Regions from separate parts of the Sus scrofa genome. Here region 1 is linked to region 2. The links are chromatin contacts, called in public HiChIP or PLAC-seq maps. All regions are on one chromosome and are shown on one strand. The core of a region is the stretch at or near the end of the contact, and the rest is flanking DNA. Distances in the headings are between cores, read along the strand shown.

Evidence for each region. HiChIP or PLAC-seq counts read pairs in DNA pulled down with a chosen protein or histone mark.
Region 1: an H3K27ac HiChIP or PLAC-seq map of skeletal muscle shows a contact between it and region 2. The contact joins the promoter of TSPO2 here to the enhancer-like site in region 2. A contact is called at or near these places in 9 of 47 Hi-C or Micro-C datasets (brain, embryonic fibroblasts, fetal heart ventricle and 4 more) and 1 of 2 datasets of contacts at active chromatin or transcription factors (skeletal muscle).

Annotation. Positions count from the first base shown.
Region 1 is chr7:36,345,018-36,350,597 of Sscrofa11.1, reverse strand. It overlaps TSPO2 (translocator protein 2), which reads right to left and starts at 3,571. Exons shown (of 4, transcript XM_021098667.1): 1 at 3,491-3,571. UNC5CL (UNC5C-like protein) reads left to right here and starts at 3,189. Exons shown (of 9, transcript XM_013977897.2): 1 at 3,189-3,493.
Region 2 is chr7:36,204,394-36,210,219 of Sscrofa11.1, reverse strand. No RefSeq gene overlaps it. Among named protein-coding and RNA genes, the nearest start is that of TSPO2, 140 kb to the left of the region's middle. Within about 2 kb of position 1,834, at least 3 of the 83 cell types and tissues checked have an H3K27ac peak or open chromatin away from gene starts, as enhancers often do. A contact at or near this core is called in skeletal muscle, where this site is marked.

The DNA.
Region 1 (5,580 bases), core at 2,322-4,821, 140 kb before region 2:
CCATTTTTTCTGACTCCCGCAGCAGGTGGCATCTAGCCAGACCCTTGATGGGGACAAGAACGCAGCCTCGCTGCCATAACCCACCCAGAAGAACCACGTCTGGCAGAGGCAGGAGCCAGAGATCCCTGGGGGTCTTTTCCAGTCCAGAATCGTCCAGCCTGTCCGCCCCAGACTTATCTCACTGTACCAGACCTGCCAACTCCAGGGGCCCACCCTGCCTGAGCTCCTGCCCGAATTCAAACTCAGCTGAGTGACACTGTGGGTCCCTGTCTCAGAAGCTCTCACCAGCACCTGAGGGGCTGGGGAAGGTTCCCCCCTGGTCACTCAGCTTCCAGGGGGTCTGGGGGGTCACACATACCAGCACCTAGATTTCTTGTGGCCTGACTTCTCAAGGAAACGGCTGCCTGGTCTTTGATGAAAAAGTCGCCACGCTCATTTGTATTTTGCTTTGCATGTCATTCGCATGTGGGATGATGCAGAGACCCGCCCCCGCCTGAGGCCCCCACCCAATATCATGCTTCCCTTTTGCCCTGATATTTCAGCCTCCTCTTTATGATGGACAGATTAGAAGGAAAACAAATGTGGCTTTTCTCCGTGTCGGGAGTGACTGCCAACTCCATCCTTTCCTGTCAAGGGTCCATGAACATGTCCTGGAGGCTCTGGGGACAGGGCCAACCAGCCCGCCTCCTACACATCTTTCTATTTATCTTTCTCTGCTCTTCAGCATTCGCTTCTTCACCTTCTGTCATCCTGTCTATCTCTGTGTTTTCTATTTTTCCATTCCGTTGGAGGCCTTCCCCTCCCCCTCCAATCCTTTTTTCCTATTCTGTCTCCTTCTGGTGTCTCTTTATTTCTTCCCAGGCCTGGGTTCCCCTTACCTCTGGCAGCACACCTCCCAGACTGAGGGCCCGATGATGTATGGTGTGGCGGGCAGAGGAGGGTGGGGGTGGGGAAAAGGGTGGAGGGAGGCTCCCAGCCTTTCTCCAGTGACAAGTGTGATGACATTGGCTGGGGAGTCCAGGTTGTTGCCTGCATATGGTCCAGAAGGCTTCTTTCTTTTTCTTTCTTTTCTTTTCTTTTTTTTTTTTGCTTTTTTAAGGGCCTCACCTGCAGCATATGGAAGTTCCCAGGCTAGGGGTCGAATCAGAGCTATAGCTGCCAGCCTATACCACAGCCATAGCAACACCAGATCCAAGCAGTGTCTGCAAACTACACTGCAACTCATGGCAACGCAGGATCCTTAACCCACTGAAGGCGGTCAGGGATCAAACCCACATCCTCATGGATACTAGCTGGGTCGTTACCGCTGAGCCACAATGGGAACTCCCTAGAAATGGTTCCTTTCAGCAGGGGTCCCCTGATCTGGAGAGGACCCTTGAGGGGCTGGTTGGGGCTTTGGCACTATGAGACCCGTACCTCCAGAGACAGTTGAACACCTGGCTGAGAGCCTACTGGTGCCTATGATCTCTGCATCCTAGGAACCAGCTTTGGGTCCACAGGAGTGGCAGGGACCCTCACATTTTCCTAGGACCCTCCTATAACTGGGGCTGTTCCCAAGTGAGGCAAGCACCAGCTTCAGAGACGGTCTCATGAGACGTAGTCACGTAGTGGGCATGGCTGTTCCTGGCCTGGAATCAAGCTTGACAGATGTTGCACAAACCCCCAGAAACTCATGACTCAGAGGAGAAGGCAGCATCCTGTGTGACTCAGACAGAATTTGCTCAGCAAAGACTAACACCTTCCCTCTTCGTCTCTATCACAGTTCTGAGCACCTGCTCCTTGCTGGTCCTTTAGGCATGAGGTCCCCTCTCCAGGTTGGCCGCTCTCCAACATTCCCTTGCCCCTTCCGTCCCCTTTGGGGACCTGGGCACCCTTTAGAGGGGTTTATCCCCTTCTCCCAGAAAGGCCGAAGAGGGCAGGGGTTTGCAGTCCAGGACAAGAGGCTGGAGAATCATTAGCTAAGACCAAAGCAGCAGCAATTAGTTACTTATTTTCTGCAAAGACAATCACTGTGGGGCTGGGGGAGTTTACATGCTTCCTCTGCTGCTGGATGCCAGACCATGGGGACAAGTTACCACTTACGGAGCAACCATGTCGTGGTACGCACTTGATTAGCTCAATAATGGCCATCATTATGCCTCACGAGGTAAATATTATTATGTGCATTTGATAGGCAGGGGAAGGGAGACTCAGAGGGGTTGAGCAATGGGCCTCCGATGGCACAGCCCGCAGGTGGGTCACCAGGTTCAGGGCTGGCAGTCTGGCTCCAAAGTACTTCCTCTTTCCTCTCATCTGGCTCACTCATTCATCCAAGTCTTTATTTATTTAAAAAAAAATTTTTTTTGTTCTTTTTATGGCCGTGCCTGCAACATATGGAGGTTCTCAGGCTAGGGGTCCAATTAGGCTGTAGCCGCCGGCCTACGCCACAGCCACAGCAACGCAAGATCCAAGCCACATCTGCGACCTACACCACAGCTCATGGCAATGCTGGATCCTTAACCCACTGAGCATGGCCAGGGATCGAACCCAAAACCGCATGGTTACTAGTCTGATTTGTTTCCACTGCACCACAACAGCAGTTCCCTGCAGTGAGATCCTTACCTCATGGTGCTATAGTGGGAACTCCCTCATTCAAACTTTTATTGAACACCTGCTATGGATTGGGCTATACCAGGAGCTGAGGATACAGAGCAAACAGCTGGAAAAAAAATCCCTCTGTACACAGAGATCTCACTCCAGTGGCAGTGTCTAAGGAAGGATAGGCTGGCAAGCGTTCTCCCCTAGGTGGCAGCATCCATGTGGGCCATGGAAAGAGCCTTGGGTAGGGAGCTGATATGGGTACGTCCCAAGGCTGCCAGCAACTTGTGGGTCATTAACTCCCTGAGTGCTTCCACCATCATACTGTGCAGGAAGGGGTGGGACTAGGCATGGTCTAAGCTCCCTGGACAGGCTGCAGTGGCATCACTGGCTTCTAAGATGTAGAACATCAGGCCCCACCCAGACCTACAGGATCAGAACCCGCATTCTAACACGGTCCCTGGTCCTTCTGGTGGTTTGTGTACACATTACAGTCTGAGCAGCTCTGGTTAGGGTTCCTCTTACCTTGTGCCTTTTCAATAGCCTCCGGCTAGGGACGGCACTGACCAGCAGAGGGCACTGTGGGGAGGTTTCCCCTGTACCCAGGTTGTCCCCTCTGTCCCCTCCCTTCCAGACCTAGACTGCTAAGTCCACTGACTTATGGGATCCCCAGCTACTCCCTTACCTTAGCTGGACTTTGCCAACAGACAGGGACAGAGTCCCCCACCCTCCTTTAGGGCGTCCGGGGCCAGGGCTCTGCCGGGAAGCAGAAAGCGCCAGGCCACACCCGCCTGGATTCCCCGCCCACCTCCACTTGTCTGCTGGCCTGGTGACGGGGTCAGGCTGACCTCTCTATTTCTCAGAGAAGGAACTCCTGTTCCTGGACAAGCCGGCAGCCTCTGGGAGCACTTACCCGGTAAGGGGAGCACCCCCTGGTGCAGCTGGGGAGGGTTGGGTATTCCGACGACGGGGCCACCTGGGGCTCAGGGGAGGAGCCTGGCCCGCTCAGCCAGACCTGGCAGAGTGTGGAGACCCTGCACTGGAGGAGGCGAGGAGAAAGGGGCTTGAGGGAGGGCCACTGCCCAGGGCATGTGAGGACCAGGGGTCAGCGCTACGAGAATATAAACTGGGCTGATGAATGCTGCCTAGGACTTAGGTTTGGACTCATTCATCGCAGTACAATTTAGATCCTTCACTAACTAGAGACGGTTCAGGGATTGAGTTGACGCAATAGGAACTGGTGACATGGGAGAAGAGTTGAGTGTTTCCTTAAAGGATAAGAGCAGGGCTTTGGCCCAGGAGCCTAGATCCTTGTGGTGGAGGAGGCGATTCCCCAGGGACAGGTGATGGTGGCATCCTTAAGGCCCCCCATCTGCGGAGAGTGCTACCCAGGATGATCCTGGGGCTGGGACAAGGCAAACTGGAGGCGGGGTTAATAAAGAGTCAGGCGTGGGGCTGGGGTGACGGGGCTCCGGTCTGCACTGACCTGGTTGCTGTGCTGTAGATGATCGACCCTTCCCCCTCCTGGGGCTAAGGGGAGGATAGAGAGCTGTCAGTCTTGGAGAAGGGGGGCCGAGCTAGAGGGGGAGGAGTTAACCTGCTGCAGAACCCATAATGAATGGGGCGCTGTGAGACACCCTCCCGATTGGAAGGGTGGGCAAGGGAACTCCGCTGGGCCACCCAATGGGGTGCAGGGGATTTGATTCTGGTCTTTGGAGGTGTCAGGGGAAGGTTGTTGCTATAGAAACAGCGAGCCCCCCATTTCTTTCCCCATATCTGGCACCTTGGTGGGCACAGGGTGGGGGGGTACCACTTGCTGTGGCACCAAGGATGTGCCTTCAGCTCCTTCTATTTATTGTTTCTTCAATTTATCTTTGTGTCTCTCTCTTCCAACTTCATTTCCTCTCGCAGTGGACAGGAAGAGACCCCCCCGGGGGGAACAGAAGGGGCAGAGAAAGAGAAAGGGGGTGTTTCTGGAAGCTCTTGTCGTCTCTGCTCATCCTTCCCTTCTGCCTTCAGTTGCAGCTTAATCTTCTACCCTCTGTCCCCACTGGGAGGGGAGAGAAAACTTGGCTTCCTTATCTGTGAAATGGAGATAAAAATAACAGCTAGTTCATAAAGTCGCTGTGAGGCTCCAATGAGCTCGGCCACGTAGAGCGCTTTAACACCCTGGCACGGAGTAGAGCTCCTTGGACGTTAGCTACTATGATTACGGTTATAATTCCAATTATCTTTACAGTGGAGGGACCAGAAGGATTGGCTGCAAATGAAGGGGAAGCCAGCAGCTCTGACCCCCCCATTCCCACCGGATCTGGGGCATTGCCAGCTTGCTACTTCATGGGTGGGCTCCACCAGAGCCACACCCCAGAGTTGGATTTTTAAGGCTAGGGGAGCAATGCCACTCCTTCGATTCTTGTCTACATTTTCTTTTTTTGTCTTTTTAGGGCTGCACCCGTGGCATATGGAAGTTCCCAGGCTAGGGGTCGAAATGGAGCTGCAGCTGCCAGCCTACACCAACAGCCACAGCAACTCAGGATCTGAGCTGCGTCTGCGACCTACACCACAGCTCACGGCAACGCCGGATCCTTAACCCCCTGAGCGAGGCCAGGGCTCGAACCTGTGTCCTTATGGATCCTAGTTGGGTTCATGGAGCCACGATGCGAACTCCCTTGTCTACCTTTTCAATGGGTTCCCCAGGGAAACAGATCCGGCCCTGGTGCTCAGTCCTGAGGATACAGGGGAGATTTGGCCCTGTCCGGGGAAGCTAGGAAGGGAGCTCAGGTTTCATGGGTCCCGCAGAGAAGGAAGGAAGGAAGAAGGTGGGCAAGGAAGGAGCGGGAGGCCTGGGGCAAGGCATGAGTGAAGGGAGTGGAGGGTGGGAATCCAAGAGCTTTTCTAGTTCGGATCCTAGGGATTCCACCACGGGGACCCTGGGGACGTTGAAGACGGCTGTGGTGTCTCACAGACCTCACCCTCAGAGTGAATGGATCCCACGACCTCAGA
Region 2 (5,826 bases), core at 585-3,084:
ACGTTGTGTTGTACTGGCCCTTCTGGTTCTTACTATGCTTGCAAGATGCTCTTTAGCAATAATCTTCAGGAAACTTTGAAAAAAAAGAAAGGTTACAGAACCTGGAAATTGCACAGCACCCCCAGGGCCACACAGTGATATTGAGTGTGTGTGTGGGGTGAGCATGCATGCATGGGCACACACACACCTACACCCTCCCACACATACACACACACTGAGGTTTGGCTTCTGTTGAGGTTGAGGGCGGGGGCCCAGAGTTTTGCAGCCTCACTCTTTTTGTTGTTGTTGTTTTCTTTTCAGGGCTAAAGCTGCGGCATATGAAAGTTTCCTCGCTAGGGGTCAATTTGGAGCTGTAGCTACTGGTCTACACCACAGCCACAGCAATGCCAGATCCAAGCCACATCTGCGACCTACACCATAGCTCATGGCAATGTTGGATCCTTAACCCACTGAACGAGGCCAGCGATTGAACCCGCATCCTCGTGGATGCTAGTCGCATTCTTTATGGCTGAGCCACCACAGGAACTTCCCGACACATTCTTTTCTCCTTCAACAAACATCTATTGAATCGACTCTGTGCTGGGCACTGCCCTATGTGCTGGGAATGAAACAATGAACAAGACTGTGCCCTCAGTGAACCTGCATTTGAATGGGCAAGCTCTGCCCTTAAGTAGCCAACTTTATAGCCCGGGGGAAGCCAAGGGGCGCTGCTTTTAAAAAAGGCTAATGAGGTCTGTGGCTTCAGGTAGATGAAAGGCAAGCAAGATGCCACTTCAGGTCATGGAAAGACAATCCCTGGGGCTGGATGGAAGCCAGAGCTCAGAGCGAATGTCCTTACAGGGCAAGGGTGTCCTTGTTAAGCACATCTGACCCCCTGGCGTTTGCATGATTGGACTGGGTCCCCAGTAAGAAAGCCTAAGCTCATCTTACTTCTCCAACAGCAAGCTTCGTCTGGTAGATCTTCAGTTAATTTCTGTAGAATTAAGTCGACTCTCACCAACCTTTCATCAGGATGTAACCTCCCCAGAAGCTTGGGAGATGAAGGGCGAGCTGGCAGCCCAGTGGCATCTTGGCTGGGGGAGGGGGATAACGTTGCCTTGTTTAGATGCCGGGGATTATTTTAGAGTGTGTGTCACTTGGCTCTGTCTGCTGGAGCCAGCCTTTTCTGGGAAGCTGAAGAGTGGATCTCATCTAGCTTATCATATTAATACCCCCTGAACTCCTACACCCCCGGGCTTTGGGAGTCGGAATGCCTCTGATGCAAAAGTACTAAACTGCTGGGAAATGGGATGTTTGTCAAGGGATGGAAGGCTGGGTCCGGATGCCACGGGCTCCCCAACTTGGTGCGAGGCCCTTGGAATCAGCTGAGTGCCACAATCTCTTGGGGTCCCTTTCCGCTTGGCCACTCCCTTTCTGAGAACGTTTCTCTCTCCCAGGCCTTTGGCTGCTGCCTGTAGGCTGCTCCCTCTTACGAGGCATCCTTGGCCATCAAATAGGCTGCTGTGAATCAGCAGAATTGGCCTTCGGCTTTGGTCTTTGGGGACAGCTGCCTACCTCGTGTGTTTTTGCAGGCTCCCGGGAAAGGGATTTTTTCCCCTACGCATGTCCCCGAAATACCTTCTCTATCAGCCTTTGGATGTTGGGGATGGCTTTCCTGTGGACAAAGCCTTCCATTCCACAATGAGGGCCCCAAATAGAAATGAATGCACATGTGTTTGGCATCGCCCACAACAAGCTGTTCTTGGCCTCGCGCTCCTGCTCGTGCTGTGCCCTCTGCCAGGCATATCCTCCCTATGCCCTCATTTCCCCTACACTGATCCTTTAAGAGGCAGTTCAAACGTTTCTTGCCCTAGGGTGTGTTGTAATTGGTTTCTCTCGATTGCAAGAAACAGACTCACTCAGACCCAGGCTGGTGGGAGAGGGGTGAGGCAAGGATAAAAATAGAAGCAAGAAGGAGGATTGGACGCCTGGACATTCAGGAGAAGGAGACCTAACTATCCGTTCCTCCAGGGTGTCTGCCCCGCAGAGACTTGGAGCTTGAAAGCAGGGATTACGCTTTACTCATGCTGGAAACCTCAGACCTAACACGGAGCCCAGTACCCAGGATACACCCAATAGATGTCTGTTGACTAAATGAATGACCAAGTAATTAAATCCTAAGTATGGGTAGATGATGTCAGCTTTGTCTTTGAGGTACCGATAGTCTAGTTGGAGAACTTGAAAGCAAATGAACATGAAATAATATTAAGAGAGAACCAGTGCATAACAATGGTTAAGACCTGACCCAAAACTTGCAAGATGAATACATCAAAGGAGCCTTAGGGGCAATGAGATTTAGTTAGCAAATAGCCCTGAGAAAGACTTTAATTCACACTAGTGTGCCACTGACTGATGTTAGACTTTTTCTGAGTGCAGGCTTTTTATCTTTGTTCTTTTTAGGGCTGCACCTGCGGCATATGGAAGTTCCCAGGCCAAGGGTCGAACCAGAGCTGCAGCTGCAGGCTTACATCACAGCCACGGCAATGTGGACCTGAGCCACATCTGCAGCCTACGTGGCAGCTTGCAGCAATGCCGGATCCTTAACCCACTGAGCAAGGTCGTGGATTGAACCCGCAGCCTCATGGATACTAGTTGCATTCTTAACCTTCTGCGCTACAACGGGAATTCCAGAGGGCAGACTTTTGATGGGGAAAATTGAATTAGTGTACAGTTTCCTATAGGGTCTCATAAAGGACAGCCAAGGATGGCAAAGGGGAAGGTAGGGGCACAGAGACAAATCTCAAGAGGTCTTGTACGTGCTGGGCTGGGCTGCAACAGTGGGGTGCATTAGATACCACCCCGACTCCCTCAGGCGCATGGTAGTGGATCAGTGATCCCCAGGGGTCTAATCAGATTGGCAGATCCAACAGAAAGAGCAAGGCTGTGCCCTGTGTCTGCTGAGGGAGTGCCTGCTGCTCGTCGTGAATTAACAGGAAGACTCTGGGGTGGCCCTCAGGACTCCACAGTGAACCACAAGGGGCAGCCCCACACTTTCCGATTTCATCAGCTTAAATCAAAGGCCAAGAAAGAAGAGGACTTTGCAGCTCTCTGTCTTAGAGACTGGCCCCGGGTGAGTTCCATACCATTCCTCCTTTTGGTTGGATGTGTTTCTCTGAAAATTCTCACCAAATTTGTAGCCCTTGGACAGGCTCTACCCGCTCTCCAAGGAGAAGCGGTGAATGGTTGTGAGCGATTCCTAGGGTCTCCTCTCACGATGTTTGGTGTCCATCCCAGCACTTGGAATTTCATCTTTTCTTCTACTTGAAATGAAGTAAGTGGCAACTCAACCGAAGCCATGGAGCCCACAACCCTGCTGAACCCACGGAGCCTAACTAGGCTCAGAAAAAATTCAGCTTTTCTCATATTTGTGCAGTGTCTTGAGTTTAACCTGTTTGCCCACATATCCTCCTTTTCTTCTTTTGCTTTTTACTGATTAAACAGCCTTTCGTGGAGAGCTTATTATATGTGAGCACAGTTCTAGGCATTTTAGCATATGGGTTGGGCAGCTGGTAACCGAATGTTCACCTAATTGTGGCTTAAGCAATTCAGACACCCATCTCATGAAATAAGAAAGAAATCCTGGGCAGTTCCCATTGTGGCCGACTAGTATCCATGAGGATGAGGGTTCGATCCCTGGCATCGCTCAGTGGGTTAAGAATCTGGCATTGCTGTGGCTGTGGTGTAGGCTGGCAGCTGCAGCTCTGATTCAGCCCCTAGCCTGGGAATTTCCATATGTCGTGAGTGCAGCTGGAAAGAAAGAAAGAAAAGAAAGTCCTGGGCTGGAATCTCCAGAAGCTGCCAGCTCCTCAGTGCAGCAATGTCACCAAGAACCCAGGTTTTTGGCATCTTCCTGCTCTGCTATTTTTGATGTGTCAGCGATATCTCCCATCAGGGGGCAATGGCTGCCCATCCCCCTGGCAGTATCCTAATGCCCTAAGACAGGAGTAAGGCAGGTCAGAGGCCCTCACCTCTCTTCTTATCAGGAAAGAATATTTTCCCCAGCAGCGCCCTGCTGACTTCTTTTTATGTCCCCTTGGCCTTACCCAGGCCCCATGTCCGTTTCTGGACAATTCACAGGCTGATGGAAAAGGGATGCTAAAAATGACCACTGTGAGCCAATGATGATGCATCATTCACAACAAAGGCAGTATAGCATCTCCAATAAGAGCACAGACTCTGGAGCCAGATGGCCTGAGTTCAAACCCTGGCTCCACCAATTCTTTTTTTTTTTTTTTTTTGGCCATGCCATGGCATGTGGAAGTTCCCAGGCCAGGGATCGAACCAGTGCCACAGCTGTAACCAGAGCCACAGCAGTAACAACACCAGATCTTTAACCCACTGAGCCACGAGGGAACTCCTCCAATTCTTAATTATATATCCTTGGGCAGAGTGCTTAGCTTTGCTCATTCTCAGTTTTCCCATCTGTAAAATGGTGACAATGACACCCTATAGGTTAGTGTAAAAATTGCTTTGCACAGTATTGAGCTCACAGTAAGTGTTAACTAGTAATATCATCATCCGCCTGAGGGCTGAAGATTTTCCTGCTTTGATAAAATCAAGAAAAGGGTCACAGATGTTGGGGAGGTAACTTCCATCTACATGGGATCCCAGACAGTAAACAGACTATGTTAAAAGATGCTGCGAGTGATGCCTGGTACCGGTTAGTGGGGCCTCTGAGGAGGGTGCCTGGATCGAGACTCTGGGGAGGTCAGGGAGGGCTTCTAGGAGGAAGTGGCACAGACGGATGATTTGCCTGGGTAGCAGTTACTCAGGCAAAGGTAAGGTTTGGGTGGGTGGGAGAGGAGGGTTTTCCAGGCAGAAGGAGTAACAGGCTTGGTGACCCTCCCACGTGATAGTCCAGGGCATATGCAGGACAAGTACTGTGCTCAGAGAAAAAGAGGGGCTGGGGGTGGCTCCAGAGGGGGTGCTCCCAAGCTGAGGGGGCGCCTGAGCACTGAGGTGAAGGGCTCCAGTCATCCTACTGACGATGGTTTGGAAGCTGGAAGTGGCCCTGGATTTGCAGTTTTGGTCAAGGACTGAGGATGCACGGGAGGAGAGTGGGACTGAGGTAGGAGGCAAAGGCCATATGCTGGGGGCAGGGTAACCGCCTGAACCAGGGCAGCTCTCGGAGACTGGAGAGGAGGGAAGGATGGTCAACAGCAGGATGTGGTCATCGGATGGGGCAGGAGAAAGGACAGACCTTGGCCTTGGGGCTTGGGTGAGTGGAAGAGAGAAAGAGATGGGGCAGGGGGCAGGGGAGAGGAGACTTCAGGCAGAAGGATGCAGAGAAAAAGGAGGTGGTGGGTTCAAGGTTGGCCACATCGGGTCTGGGGGTAGCTGGAGATGTTAGCAGATCCTCTATTGCAAGCTCCAAAGAGCTCAAGCTCAAGTTCAAGCTAAAGCTCAAGAGAGAGATCTGGCCTGAAGATGCCAGATTCAGGAGTTACCCCCATAGAAGAGGTAGAGAAAGACTTGAGAGAGACGCAATCATCCTGGGAAAACAGAAACACAGGGTTGAAGATTTAAGCACCCATGCGTTGCCAGTGTTCCCCAACCCCACCCAGGCTTTATGGCCATACATATGAAGGTTCCTGGGCTGGGGTCCAATCAGAGCTGCAGGCCTACGCCACAGCCTAGCAACACTGGATCTGAGCGGCATCTGCGACCTACGCTGCAGCTTGCAGCAGCGCTGGATCCTTAACCCACTGATCGAGGCCAAGGATTGAACCCGCATCCTCAGAGACAATGTTGCGTCCTTAACCCGCTGAGCCACAACAGGAACTCCCC